Linked DNA regions of Sus scrofa: region 2 is linked to region 1. The links are chromatin contacts, called in public Hi-C maps. All regions are on one chromosome and are shown on one strand. Each heading gives the region's core, a stretch centred on a gene start, on an enhancer-like site or on the middle of the called end of the contact. The rest is flanking DNA. Distances are from core to core; before and after follow the strand shown.

Region 1 (2,700 bases), core at 29-2,528:
GTTGTGGCCATGGCTGCACCTCCGCCCAGGCCTCAGTTTCACCCTCTGTAGTGGGGGTAGGGGGGCGGGGGGGGTTACGACCGTCCCAATCCTGGTCCCCGTGCCTGTCCCACAGTGTAGCCCCCCCTGTCATTGTTCGCTTAAGGCAAACCAGGCGCAGTAGTGGGGTCCTTCCCTCCCGCTCCCCTCCCGGGGGCCAGCCTTCCTGTCCCGACGGCTCTGCCACACTGACCATCCCTGGCTTCCTTCTGCCAACACGCCCACGAGATCCCACCTCTGGGCCCCCGTTCGAGCTGTTCCCTCCACCTGAGGACCCGTCCTCACTATCAAAACCCAAGCCCCTCTTGCAGGGGGCCAGTCTGGGGGAGATGAAACACAGCACAAATGCCAGGCTGACCATCTCTCCGTGGGTCCCTGAGGAAGGGGAGCCCAGCAGGTTCACCCACAAAGCAGCGACTCTGGGCCCCCCAAAAACACACCTGTCAAATCTGTGCCTTCTTCTGGGGTCCCCAGAGTGGCTGACCAAGCAGCGCCAATACAGATCTCAGCTAGGTGTGGCCTGGCAGCCCCGGGCATCGAGCTAGGGAAGCTGGGGTTTTGTACGGGGGGGTGGGGCTGTGGCGAAGAACACAGATGGACAGACAGCCTGACAGCCTGCGACCCAGGCGAGCCGCGTACACCCCCTGAGCCACAGAGTCCTGACCAGCAAGGTGGAGGCATTACTCACAGCCATGTCCTAGGTGTTCTGTGCCCCAAGTCAGCACCCAGGGGTAGCTGGCAGCCAGTGGTGCCCAGAAAAGGAGGACCGGAGGGCACAGCTGACCGGGGTCCCCAGCAGGGCCCAGCCCTGAGCTGGATGGGGACCCCCTCCCACCCGCAGAGCTGCGAGAGTGCCGAGGTGGCCCGGGCAGGCCAGAGAGCCCTTGGCAGCTTCCCAGTGGATGTGACCTTGGGGATGGGCCTTGAAGGGTACAAAGGAATTGCCAGATGCAGGGGACAGGGAGGCCTCCCCAGCAGCGGGACAAGCTTGAGCCAGGGAAGGCCAGGGTGCCGACGTGCCTGGCTATTTTGGGAGCCTTGTCCATCAGAGACCCGGCTGAGGGAGGGGAGCAGCTGTGCCTGAGACTGAAGGTCAGAGGGGCTGCTCGGCTGGGGTCCCGAATGCCAGGCCACTGGGCAGTGTCGAGGGGGAGCCTCGGACAGGCTCTGAGAGGTGGAAGGACAAGGTCACAGCTTTAAAGCTCCAGCAGTCACTAGGCCACCATGAGGCGAGAAAGAGCGGGGACAGCGGGGACAGCAGCGAGGCCTCTGCTAGGCCTGTCTGGGAAGCGAGGAAGCCAGGCGTGGGACGGGGCCTGGGGACCGGGAGGCAGGCCCCCAGAATTAGCAGTTGGAATTCTTTCGTGCACCTCGCCCCCGACTCCCGCTCCCTCGCAGGGCAGGGCCCCCACCCCAGAGGCCTTGGCTCCCACCACCCTGCTTTCCACCCAATAAAGGCCACACCTCACTGGGATCCAGGAGGTGATGAGGGCCTGGAAGTTTCCAGAAGGCCTGGCTCTCCCCTGCCGCCCCGTGCATGTCTAGGTGGCTACTTCCCTGGCCCCGGACGTCCCCTTAAAGGTCGGGACAGGTGGCCCTGCCCCAGCCACCACCCCGCGCTCGGCGAGCCCGCGGCGCCCCCTGCCGGCGCCAGCTGGAGGAGGAGGGGCCTGGGGCCAGGGGGACACTGCCTTCTCTCTGATGGTCGCCAGGCTTCCCTCGCTGGTGTGTGCCTGTTTCTTAAAAGGATGGTACCTGTGGCAAAAAGATAAGGGGAAGCCGTTATTAATGAGAACAGGTGAGGGGAAGGTATTCATTATCGTTTGCCGCCTAATGAAGCCTGTTGAAGGCTCTCTCCCGAGTGATGAATCCTCCCAGGCCGGAGCTCTCCCAGCCACGGAGCCACAGGCGTGTCATAACTCATGTCACGGGCGTCACACAGCTTCTCTCGGATTTCCTCAATGCAGCCCGCTCGGGAGGCTGAGCGCAGGCCGCTGATAACAAATTTTGGAAACACCGAATTTCACACCTCATTGCGTGAGCATTAAGAGGACAATGCTTTGGATTCTTCCGTTGCCCATCCCTGGCTGCCAAGGTGGGGGTGGAAGCAGTGGAGGCCGGGGGCGGAGGGGTGGGGGGCAGGGGCCTGCGGAGGTGGAAGGGGGAGGCTCCTCTGGGCCCCAGTGGTCGCCAGGGGTGGGATTGGAGGGAATGGAGCTGGCCCGGGGTGACCCCGAGCCCCAGGACAGGAACAGTGACGATGAGGCCAGAGGTCTTTGTCTCATCAGTGCTGGAGTGTGGTGACTGTGTGCAGCGGGAAGTCGCCCGGGGGCCCCGTGGAGCTGTTCTGCCCCTGCCGGGCCCCCGTGGAGGCCCAGGCCTGCAGTCACTGCTCCTGACGTCCGTTCCCAGCAAGCTCAGCCAGGTGGCTGGATGTTCTCACCCCTCCAGGGAGCGCACACAGACAGCTGCGTTAGACAAAATCCAGACTGCGGGGCCTGGTCAATAAAACTTCCCATCAGGCCGCGCAAAGCCCCGCCAAACAGTTCCCTTGGCGTCCTGATGGCCCAAGGTCTGGCCACCCTGGCTGGAGGGCGCATGGGGGGGCTCCCCAGCCGGTCCCAGATGCACCCTGATGTGTGGGACAGGGGTGGAGGTGGA
Region 2 (2,700 bases), core at 24-2,523, 180 kb before region 1:
CGAGGACAGAGGGGGCGAGGGGGCTGCGTCGGAGCCGCGGAGGCAGATGCAGCAAGCAGGGAGGGCTCGGCAAAGCACTCGGTGTGCGAGCCCAGAGCGGGCTGCTCAGGGAGAAAGGGAGCTCCCTGTTACAGGAGGCATCTGAGCAGAGAGAGGCAGGCCGGTTCTTGGCCGGGAGGCTGCAGTGCGGCTCCCTGCCCGGGCTGGCAGCCCGCACGTCTAGGCCTCGGAGAAGCTCCTACAGCCGCTAAGTCCCGAGCGGGGCTGGCCGCGGAGGAGGCAGGCTGGGGTCAGAGCAAGGATGCGCGGACTTCCCCCCCGTACCTTGCCCTGAGCCCAAGGCAAAGGCACGGAGATGGCCGGTGGAGCACTTCTGTCACAATGAGGCAGTGAGGGAGAGGAGCAGAGAATGGGGGTGAGTGCGGGGCCAGCGGGGGGAGGTGGGGGGCTGTCCTGCAGCCAACTCCCCATCTCAAGGGCCCGGCCACCTGGAGTGGCCAAGTGCCCGCCCCGGCTCCCAGGCCCAGGGATTCTGGCCTGGGTCCTCTCTGGGGCAACAGGCTGGTGCAGAGGGTGGGGGCAGCCTCCTCAGGCGGAGGGAGGGGGGAACAGAAAGAGGGGGGCGCCTGGTGAGTTGAGGGGCTGGCCGGCTCATGGGAAAAGCAAGGCCCTTTTCTGGAGGCTGGGCCGCAGCCACGATTTGTCCGGCCAATGGACAGTGACTCGGATGCCCTGGGGACTCCCGAAAGCCCCCTTGCCCAGTGACGGGGCCGAGGGGCCTGGGGGTTGATGAATGTGGTCCATGCCAGAGCAGGGCGCTGGCCCTCCGGGCCCATTCATGGGGGCTTGGTTCCCAGCAACTCTGGGTGGACAGGGCCTTTATCATGGGACCCACTAGACGAGGGTCTGGTCTGCAATTTCTAAAGGAGTTTGCTTGTCTTTGTTCCCAGCACAAGCATAGAGCGTGTGTGTGTGTGTGTACACGTGCGTGTGCCTGTGTGTGTGTGTGTGTGTAAGAGAAAGAGAGACAGCGACAGGCTAGCTGAGGGGCCAGCCTGGAGTCCTTGTCTAAAATGACCAGGCTGCCTGGCACTGCCTGGCCTTGCCTGGGGGGAAGGGCTGCACCTCCACCCTCCCGGGAGCAGAGAAAGCGAAGGGACCCGGGGACCGAGGGTCACAGCCCCTTGTCACTGCTGCCTGACTGGCCCGGCCCTGGCAGCCCCATCTGTCCGGCGCTGTCTGTCAGCCTCGGGGTCCCGACAGCTGCTCCAGCCCGCCGTGGGGGGGCAGCATGGTGTCGCAGGTGGAGAGCGCGCGCGGGCTCCCCGCAGACAGACAGACAGACGGGCCCGGACCCCCGGGTTCGAGAGCTGCCAGCAGCCCTGGGAGAAACCGTTTGCTCTCTCGGAGCCGCGGGAGAGTGTGTTGGTATGTTCCGTCGTTGCTGGTGTTTTAATCAATTAAAAGACTGCTTTGAAACTGCCGGTTTGAAAATGTTTGGTAAAGTATTTACAAGTGCGTCACGGCCTCTGCGGCGCGACACTGCGGGCAGGCGGGCGGGCGGGGCGGACGGGGATGCGCACAAGACATCACGCACTTCGAAATTTTCAAATAAGGGCTTCCGGTCCGGGCTCGCGGGAGAGGTTCGAGAGAGAGCTTTCATATGGATTTGCAAAGTCATCTCCCCAGATCTCTAACTGGGCAGAGGCCACAGAGCAGCCCCCGCCCCCGCCCCCCCCCCTCCCCGCAGAGGGCAGGCAGGCTGGAGAAGGGGGCTGCCACCAACCTGTCACCCCAGACCCAAACGGAGCCCGGCTCCCCCGCCGCCGCCGCCGCCCCGAGAAGTGTGTCTGCCCCCGCCCCCTCTTCGGGGTCAATAAACAGAAACTTTAGGAAGGAAGAGCCTTTGTGCCTGGTGGCCCTCGGAAGTGCACTTTTGTGTGAAAGGCAAGTCACGCTCCCCCAGGTAAGGTTGCACCGTGCACAAAACCTCATTTAGGCTGGGTCCGGCCCAGGGAGCAGTTTCTGTGAAATTTAGGAGAAGAAAATGGGTTTAGCCAGAAGTTTTTCCAGGAATGATTAACCTCTGGAGACTGGAACCACTGTTCCTTCCGAGCCCGCCCTTGCCAAAGTCTATAAAATACGAGCCTAAAAAATCTGCCTGAAGAGCAGCCTGACATGTCACACAGACTTCTAAAAATAAATAAATAAACCACTGCCAAAGTTGTTAGGAGAACCCCAGGAAAACCAGCGGGGGCAGCCCCTTGCCTGCCCCGCGCCTCCCCCGCCCCCCACCCCGCGACGGCGCGAAAATGGGGGGGGGAGGTGCTGGCACGGGGGCAAAGGGAGCAGAGCTGCGACTGCCCCCAGCCCCCAGCCAGCCTGTCCCTTTCCTGCTCAGCCGTGTTGTTTCCCCCTGTGGGTCTTTCTGCCTCTGTTCCCACAGGGAGGGCTGAGCACTCGGGGGCCGGATGAGATGGAAGAGGCGGCTGCTTTTGCTGGGTACTGAGTGCCAGCTGCCGCCCAGGGGGATGTCACGGTCCTGGTCCCACCCAGCCCCTCCATACCCCCCCTTGGGGGGGGATATCAGGAAACTGAGGCACAGACATTCTTGGGGACTTGCCTGGGACACAGAGCTCTCCGCCCTGCCGCTGGGTTGTGCTCAAGACGGCCAGTCTCTTGGGGCACCTCCCCCCACCC

The links. Hi-C and Micro-C count contacts between places; a contact is called where the count stands out from the background.
Region 2: a contact with region 1 is called in a Hi-C map of fetal skeletal muscle, with 2.7 times the contacts expected there. The contact joins two enhancer-like sites. A contact is called at or near these places in 1 of 47 Hi-C or Micro-C datasets (fetal skeletal muscle) and 1 of 2 datasets of contacts at active chromatin or transcription factors (skeletal muscle).

Annotation. Positions count from the first base shown.
Region 1 is chr7:121,548,384-121,551,083 of Sscrofa11.1, reverse strand. No RefSeq gene overlaps it. Among named protein-coding and RNA genes, the nearest start is that of DLK1, 16 kb to the left of the region's middle. Within about 2 kb of position 1,278, at least 6 of the 83 cell types and tissues checked have an H3K27ac peak or open chromatin away from gene starts, as enhancers often do. A contact at or near this core is called in fetal skeletal muscle and skeletal muscle, where this site is marked.
Region 2 is chr7:121,725,749-121,728,448 of Sscrofa11.1, reverse strand. The region is part of intron 6 of LOC106504559 (a long non-coding RNA gene); the gene reads right to left. Among named protein-coding and RNA genes, the nearest start is that of RTL1, 16 kb to the right of the region's middle. Within about 2 kb of position 1,273, at least 12 of the 83 cell types and tissues checked have an H3K27ac peak or open chromatin away from gene starts, as enhancers often do. A contact at or near this core is called in fetal skeletal muscle and skeletal muscle, where this site is marked.